Linked DNA regions of Zea mays: region 2 is linked to region 1. The links are chromatin contacts, called in public Hi-C maps. All regions are on one chromosome and are shown on one strand. Each heading gives the region's core, a stretch centred on a gene start, on an enhancer-like site or on the middle of the called end of the contact. The rest is flanking DNA. Distances are from core to core; before and after follow the strand shown. Region 1 holds the start of LOC103629163 (acetylornithine aminotransferase, mitochondrial). Region 2 holds the start of LOC100192051.

The links. A called contact is a pair of places that touch in the nucleus more often than the background predicts.
Region 2: a Hi-C map of bundle sheath shows a contact between it and region 1, with 3 times the contacts expected there. The contact joins the promoter of LOC100192051 here to the promoter of LOC103629163 in region 1. A contact is called at or near these places in 4 of 25 Hi-C or Micro-C datasets (bundle sheath, ear, root tip and 1 more).

What each region holds. Positions count from the first base shown.
Region 1 is chr6:32,062,604-32,066,643 of Zm-B73-REFERENCE-NAM-5.0, forward strand. It overlaps LOC103629163 (acetylornithine aminotransferase, mitochondrial), which reads right to left and starts at 1,872. Exons shown (of 3, transcript NM_001346846.1): 1 at 1,472-1,872; 2 at 917-1,351; 3 at 1-592. The coding sequence starts at 1,864. The coding sequence ends at 53. It also overlaps the pseudogene LOC103629164.
Region 2 is chr6:32,352,970-32,357,009 of Zm-B73-REFERENCE-NAM-5.0, forward strand. It overlaps LOC100192051, which reads left to right and starts at 2,282. Exons shown (of 2, transcript NM_001137474.1): 1 at 2,282-2,435; 2 at 4,025-4,040. The coding sequence starts at 2,388.

The DNA.
Region 1 (4,040 bases), core at 622-3,121:
CCAAAATTTGGAATCAGGTTTCATATCCGGACCTATTGCACCACCATATACATTAGGCAGCAGCAACGACATCGAGCGCCGGTAGACAGTCCCTTATGACATCCGCGGCATGCTCCAGCTCCTTCTCCGAGACGATGAGCGGCGGCACCAGCCTCACCACATTGCCCTTACCGGCAGTCAGCACGACGACGCCGGCGTCCAAGCACGCGTCGACCAGAGGACCAGCTGGCACGTCCAGCTCGACGCCGACGAGAAGGCCGACCCCGCGGACCTCCCTCACGTGCGGGTTCCCGCTCAGCTTGGCGCGGAGCAGCTGCTTGAAGCTCTCCCCTTTCCTCGACACCTCGGCCAGGAAACCGGGTCTCGTGATCTTGTCGAACACCGTTATCGCGGTCTGGCAGGCGAGAGGCCCGCCGCCAAACGTCGTGCCGTGGTCGCCGTAGTTTATGGCTGCGGCGATCTTCTCCTTCACCAGGACAACGCCGATGGGAATGCCGTTGGCCAGTGGCTTCGCTAAGGTCATTATGTCTGGTTCCACTCCGTACGCCTCATGCGCCCAGAGGTGGCCTGTGCGCCCGAAACCACACTGCACCTGCGTTTGTTTAGAAAGCATATACGTACCACCATTACTACATCTCATGGCTGACAGATTGATGCAGCTTGAAAACTAAGGAATGTGACCATGATGTGTCGCTGGGTTGAAGATAGGAATGCAGAACAGAGTCACAGCTTGACTCTGCTACATTATCTCTTGTATATGGACTGTATGCCTAAAGTTCATAGTGGAATGCATGGCTACAACTAAATTGTGCGCGTTTCGTGCTTTGTAAACGAAATATGAATTACTAGCAATATCATCGGGTTCTCGATATGAACAGAGATTCAGAGAAGAGAGATGGGACAGAGTACACCGTACCTCATCAAAGACCAAGAGGGCTCCCGCCTCGTCACAGGCGTCCCGCAGCCCCTGCAAGAACTCCCTGGTGGCACTGTGAATGCCACCCTCACCCTGCACGGGCTCGACGAAGACAGCAGCGACCCTGCCGGACCGTACGAACTTCTTGGCCGCCTCCAGATCGCCGTAATCCACGAAGGTCACCCCAGGCATGACGGGCGCGAAGGGCTCCCGGTACTGCGACTTGCTGGTGAGCGCGACGGCGCCCATGGTCCGGCCGTGGAAGCTGCTGCTGAACGCCAGGAACTCCGTGGGCGGGTCGCCGCTCTCCGGGTGTGCGGCCCGCTGGAACTTGCGGGAGAATTTGATGGCCGCCTCGTTGGCCTCCGTGCCAGTGCTGGCGAAGAAGGCGCGGTCCGCGAACGACACCTCAACGAGCCGCTTGGCTAGCTCCACCTGCGACAGCGAGGCGCTTCTGCAGATGAAGCAGAGAAAAATGGGCCGGCCGGAGCAATGCGTCGAACACATGGCGAGGGAAGCGGGGGAGGGAGGATCGGAGGGAGCAGGAGCACCCACCTGGGGTTTGGTGTAGAAGACGTTGCTGACGTGGACGACCTTACCGGCCTGCTCCGCGATGGTGGCGCACACGTCTGGGTCCGCGTGGCCGAGCGCCGTGACGGCGATGCCGGCGGCCATGTCGAGGTACTCGCGGCCGTCGGTATCGTAGAGCTTGCACCCGCGGCCGTGCTCGAAGACGACGCGGGACCGCTTGTAGGTGCCGACGAGGTACCGCGCCTCGCCGTCCACGACGGCCAGGCTCGCGGCCGACAGCTCCCGCCGCGCCGCCCCCACGGCGGCCGCGGTGGTCGGGGGCGGCGGAGCGAGGAAGGCCGCGACGCGCGCGCGGCGGGACGGAGCGGCCCAGCCGGCGGCCGGTTTGACGGCGAGAAAGGACTGGAGCGAGGCCATGGCAGATCGGAGTTTGGGGGGGGGGGGGGGGGGGGGGGGGCGTGCGGGACGCCACCAGCGTCTGGTTGCGTTGGGGATTTTTAGACGGAAACGTGTGTTGCGTTTCGGAGTAGGGTTCCGGGAAAGATACCAGTCATTCACTCTGTCAGAAATGTGCGATTGCGTCGGTCGGGCCCGCATAGAAGTGAGACGGAGTAGCCGAGTAGTAGGTGCCTCTGCATACGGCGGCGCTGCGCGGTTGGTTGGTCAGGGCGTCAGGCTAGGCAACGGAGAAATACCGTCCGGCAATCTCTGCTACTCCTTAGACTAGCTCCAACAATGAGCTCTAAAGGGTCCTGTACTCTAAATTTAGAGGACGCGGACGTCCTCTACTCCCTACAGCAACGTCCTCTAAACGGTCCTCTAAATTTAGAGAACGCTGCTGGATCCTCTATATATAGAGTTTCTCTAAACGGTTCTCTATCTATTTGAATACTTTAAACAACCGGTTTAATAAAACTAAAATATGTACAATACATTTGAGAGTATGACAAATACGTATGTACAAAAATTAAAAAATTAAAAATGTCTTTAATATAGGTATTTACATATAGAGGACGTGATTTAGAGGACATTGTTGGAGAGAAAGTAGATATAGGAGATGGAATCTTTTAGAGAAGACTGTAAAGGACGGATATAGAGGATGTATATAGAGGACGTTGCTGGAGACAGCGGCACCCTCTGCCGCCGCGCCGCGATGCCCGCCAATCACGCCAGCGCGTTCTCCGTGTTCCGCCAATCTCACAGCAGCGCGCTCGGCAAACTCTCTTCCCCACCGCGGTCCCCCCTTCCCCACCCACCGGAGACCGCGCCCTTCCCCCTTCCCCACAGCGGCCACCGGATCTGGCATGGCACACACCTGAGATTGCGCTCTTCCCCACCGGATCCAGCTTGGCGCACACCGGAGACCACGCCCTTCCCGCTTCCCCACCGCGGCCACCGGATCCAGCATGGCACACGCGCGCTCCGGCATGGCGCATCCACAGCGCGAACGCCCGAAATGGAGCAGCGAGCATCCATGTACCCATCGGAGACCAGGCCATTCACCACCGCAGTCCCCACCCCACCCCATCCCCCGCGCATCACGCCCAACCCGCATCCGGATCCGGAAACTTTCATTCACCTCCCATGGTCGCTCTCCCCTGTTCGGATCTAACATTCGAGAGTTTGGTTCGGTCTCAAGCAGCGACGGCGTCACGGGCGTGGCATCGAACGCGGACGCGGTGGCGATGTGGATGTGGATGGTGTCCTGCAGGGCGCCCTGCGGCTGGTGCTCAAGTCCACAGGCGACACCACACCTTCATCCTCGGTGCCTTCCACAACACCCCCAACATCCCGACGGCTGGGCGACACGGGACGCGCGCTCCTCACGGTCTCCAACATCCCGTTGGGTCGCCACCGCCTCTGCTGCAGTATCCACCATAAGACTACTCGGTGGAGGGCAAGGTCAAGGCATCATTCTGCTGTGTCAAGGCCATGTGCTCCGAGCTCATCCATGTCTGGTATGGATCACACCGTCTTCTTTACCTCTGCACTGCCCCTTTTATCGGGTCCTCCGTTCTTCTGGTAATGGGGTACCGTGAAATTCTGTTTCGTTGCCATAGTGGAAATTGCAGCTGCAATGCATGAGGGAAGGTTGTTGGGTGTGTTTGGCTAATTCTCTCCCAAAATGTGGAAGAAAATATGTTCTGGGATTGTGTAGGATTGTTTCCCTGGTTATAGGCAAAAACTTAATGGAGCTCTGCTGCGATTACTTTTAGCTCTGTGTTAATTAACCCTAATTTTGTTCAAAAACATTTGAAGACGAATTGAATCTCGGAAAAGAAAATTTCTTTGCATGGGTAGTGTGTTTGGCTAATTCTCTCCCAAAATGTGGAAGAAAATAAAGGGAATACTGTGCTTGAATTGCAGCAAAGATCTATAGAATTCAGTTCCATTATACGAAGACATCAATCGATGAAGTGAGTGGAAGATCTTGCAATTATTGAGGATAATTTTGTATTCCGTAGTTTTGTCAAAGAAAATAGTAATATGGATAATGCTGGTGTATGCGCAGATCATCTTTGCTTGAACGGATGCCTGTATTGGATGAAGCTAATTATTTGGTGAAGAGAGCTGCTTCTATACAGGCTGCAGT
Region 2 (4,040 bases), core at 1,032-3,531, 290 kb after region 1:
GCAAACTGAAGTCGTCGTACCTACGCTTAGATCTATTTGGCGTCAGCTGTGCAGGAAACAACTACACACTGTCGAGTTCCAGTGCTGATGAGAGTGACAGCAATCAGCATTCAGCAGGTTGATGGACATCTTTTTCAGCCATCGTGTTTGAGTGTTTTTTTTTGCGTGTGTGTTTAATTAATATAAATATACTACTACTAGTCAAGCCTGATAAAGCGCAAAGGGCGCATGCTTTTAATTTCATTAATTAAAGAATACGACTAACTAGTGCTGCCACCAATTTATTTACTAGTATTTGTTAACATAAGGAGTAAAGACGCCGTTACTACAGTAATCTGACCCCGATTAGTGCGCGCGACGTTTCTCTAGAACTTTGTCAGCAAGACCCGCAGCATGCGTGGTAGTGGTGAAGCTCGAGTAAATCACAGGGATGTATATTTGCACTATAGATACTTACAATTAAGCCGCAATATGGTGAAAAAAAATGTCCTACTTAATGGCAATCTATTTTTTTTCTTGGGTTCATTTTCACCCATAGTGTCATACCCGGATTTAAGGGCAAAACCGGACGCAGATCAAATGTGTGTTAAGATCAAGTCTTTATGTAGTGATCCTTGATGCATCATAACTCTTCTTAACTCGATCAACCTTAACTTTGCAAGTCTTCTTCTTCACCCCTGGCTTTGGGTTCATGGTCTTCTTGATCTTCTCCCGTGCACTCGGTACCTCGAAGCTCTTCTTGCCTCCATCCTTGGCTTGATCGGTTGTCTATGAGTTACGCACACCGAGTCTCACTTAAACAATGTTCATCTTACTTGTGATGTCCATTATCTATAGATAATCAAGTCTTTGGACCATCACACTTGTTCACTTATGTTGAACTCTGTTAGCTTTGCATTAAGCACCTGTTCAACACTTAGCACACTTGTTAGTCCTTTAATTGGGTTGTCATCCAAACACCAAAACCCATAAGAGAGCTTTCAACATCGTGCCTGATGAGGTGCTTCAGCAGCGGCAGGCAACATCATGGTGTGAGTAACTGTTGGCGTATTTTTTGGCTGAAATTTCCTTGTTGTCTATACATATAGTAAGTCAATTATATTGTCTCTGTATCTTTATTTGCTATTAATAGTTGTACCGCAGAAGTCCCATTATTCCCTACTCCTCTATCTGTTGAGAAATAATTTCTTTGTTTTTTTTATCTCTACTTGATTCACCTAGACCATTTTGCTTTGTGTATATGTAATTGATTCTATCTCTTTTAACATTACGTGGTGCTAGGAAATGAATCAACTTATGTTACATCTATCTGCCAACTTCTAATTGTGTTCTTAGTTATGGACTTATATTACCAAAGATCTGTCTCTGTAGACCTGTTAAGAACAGTGTAGCATATATACTAACTTTTGTTGCCTTATCAGGTTTTAGTCGCCGGCGTTATTCCTTCTCTATATGTTGCATTACAATATCAATTTCCATCTCTTGACCATGCGCAGGAGGAAACATATTTATTTGTTTCATACCAAATATAAGAATTTTCCTAATCTTTACCATCAACATTAACCTTCACACTAGTGTGTGTAAATGGCAATGCAATTGGAGACGGTAGAAATGCTCTGGTATTTAACACGCACAAAAAACGCCAGCCTTTGATTCGGGCTGTTTCCTCATTTCTCTCCTCATTCGATGGCTGCATCCGGAATTCCGGATAGATTTTTGGCATGTAAGAAAGGAAACCAAAAAAAGCGCCATTTCTTTTTTTTGGTCTTCAACGATCACAGACAGCTCTTCTTGTACACAGCTCTTAAATAATATTAGTTGATCACAGACAGCCTTTGATTCGGGCTGTTTCCTCATTTCTCTCCTCATTCGATGGCTGCATCCATCATGTTAGAAAGGAAACCAAAAAGGCGCCATTTCCATTTTTTTTTTTTTGGTCTTCAACGATCACAGACAGCTCTTCTTGTATGGTTACTTGTCAAGTACCGTACCGTTTGTTACGAAGGGACGGCAGCGCCCGCACATGCATTTTGGGATTACAACCTGCTTTTCAACCGAAAGACAAGTAACCGCAGACATGGTTTGGTTTTGGTTGCATTGCATGACGAGATTTGGATCACAGCTGGTTCGTTTTTTTAATTAAAAATTAAATTATAAATTATAAAGACTACCACGTCAATTGACACGCGGAGTCGCGGACACTCTCTGATCCGAACGGCCAAGTAATAAATTATAAAGACTGCCCTCCCTCCTCAAGGCTCCAGCTTTGCGTCTGTGGCCAACCAGGCGCCTCCCTCCCACCACCCGGCTCTCCACGCCGCCGCCGCCGCCGCCACAAGCGACCGCGCATCCGCTCTTCTCCCTCCCTTCGCTCTCGGCGGCCGGCGATGGGGGAGACCGTACGGGCGGGCGACGTTGCAATCACGACTCACGAGGTACGCCCACTGGCCCCGTCCCCCCTTCCTTCCTTCCTTCCTTCTCTGACGAGCGGCCTCCGATCTGACGCGACCGGCGGCGACTTCGTTTCCGGGTGGGTAGACGGTGTTGTACGGGAGACTGCGCGCGGCCGCGACGACGGATCAAAAAAATAAAAACAAAAACAAACGAATCTTCCGTCCCCTCGATCCGACAAAGTGCGTGGGCGCCGCGGCGTGGCGTAGTTGGCGCCCCCGCGCGCGCGCGCGCATAGCCTGCCTTGCCATGCCACAGTCGCTTTCCCCCCCTCCCTTATCAGTTATCACCCAGCCAAAAGCGAGGCCAGGGAGGGGTGGTGGGGACTCGGTCTTGTTCGTTTCCGCCGTCGGGTTTATTCGCCGGGACCGCGGTTCCATTGCTCTCTGCTTCTCTAGACACCGGCGGCCGTCGCCGTCCTCGCCAGCCAGTCCTACTCCTACCACTCGCCCGCTCGTCCGCGAGCGAGCTGATGGGTTGCGTCGGTCGGCTCGGCTGATTGGGTTCCGTCTTCCGTCCTCTCAATCATTCGGTTCCGCGACCTGGGGTCCTAAGACCTAAGCGTCGCGTCCGTCCAAGGCCACGGAGAGTCCTGGTGGCCGTGCGGGCACTGTGCGCCCGTGGAGGTGTCGTGTCTCGGTGCCCACACGACAACGACGCTCCTCTGCACCCCCGTCTCTACAAGTACCACCTGGCTGACTCCAGTTTCCCGACGCCATTCCACGTATCTCTTGTTTAGGCCGGGCTCGAGAGAGTTGGGCTCCGAATCCTGGGTGGGTTTGGAGTTGGAGAATCGCCTTCGTCGCTCGACCCAGAAAGATTCGGTACCGCATCCTCTTTTCCCATACCGACCTTCAGGAATCTACTTTTTCTTCTTCTTTTGTGTGTTTGTGCGCTTTCGGGATAACAGACGATGCCTGAGGAATCTACTTTGTTGTTCTTGTGCCTTCGGGATAACAGATGCCTTCAGCCATCTTGATCCTGCCTGCCTGCGCGTGCCTATCTGGTGATGGTATACGAATCTGTTTATGAGGTTTTACTTGCCTTGGCCTTTGTTCCATTGGTTTGCTTCGATCGGGGAGACTGTAATGTAGCTTTGTCCGAGGGCATAAATAATCTGTGTGGATATTCGGTTCCTGTCCATTTTTAAGGGCGCTGCTTGAATCTTGTATCCGTTTTTTTCATGCACTTGTCTGCACTCAGAGATGGTGGAAATAGGAAGGGAAGGAAAAGACAAATGGATTTTTTTTACTTGTCTGCTGTTCTGCTATCTTCTGAACTCCCTCACTTGAATACTCTTCTTTTTTTTAGTTTTGTTCCTTTAGTGACACACATATTGCTCGCCTGATCTTCATTCCCACACTAGCTTTGGGAGGAACTGGAACGCGTATAACAAGTTTTTCTAGACTCTATGTCATTTCAGCTGTGCATCTACATCATCTTTGTTGTTGTGTATTGATTCCCACGCTAGCTTTTTGCAGGAATTGGAACGCGTGTAACAAGTTGTTATTCCATTGTGCATCTACATAATCTTTGTAGTCGTGTACTGACTGTCCCAGTATCCTATTTTCAGATGGAGAGCCACAACC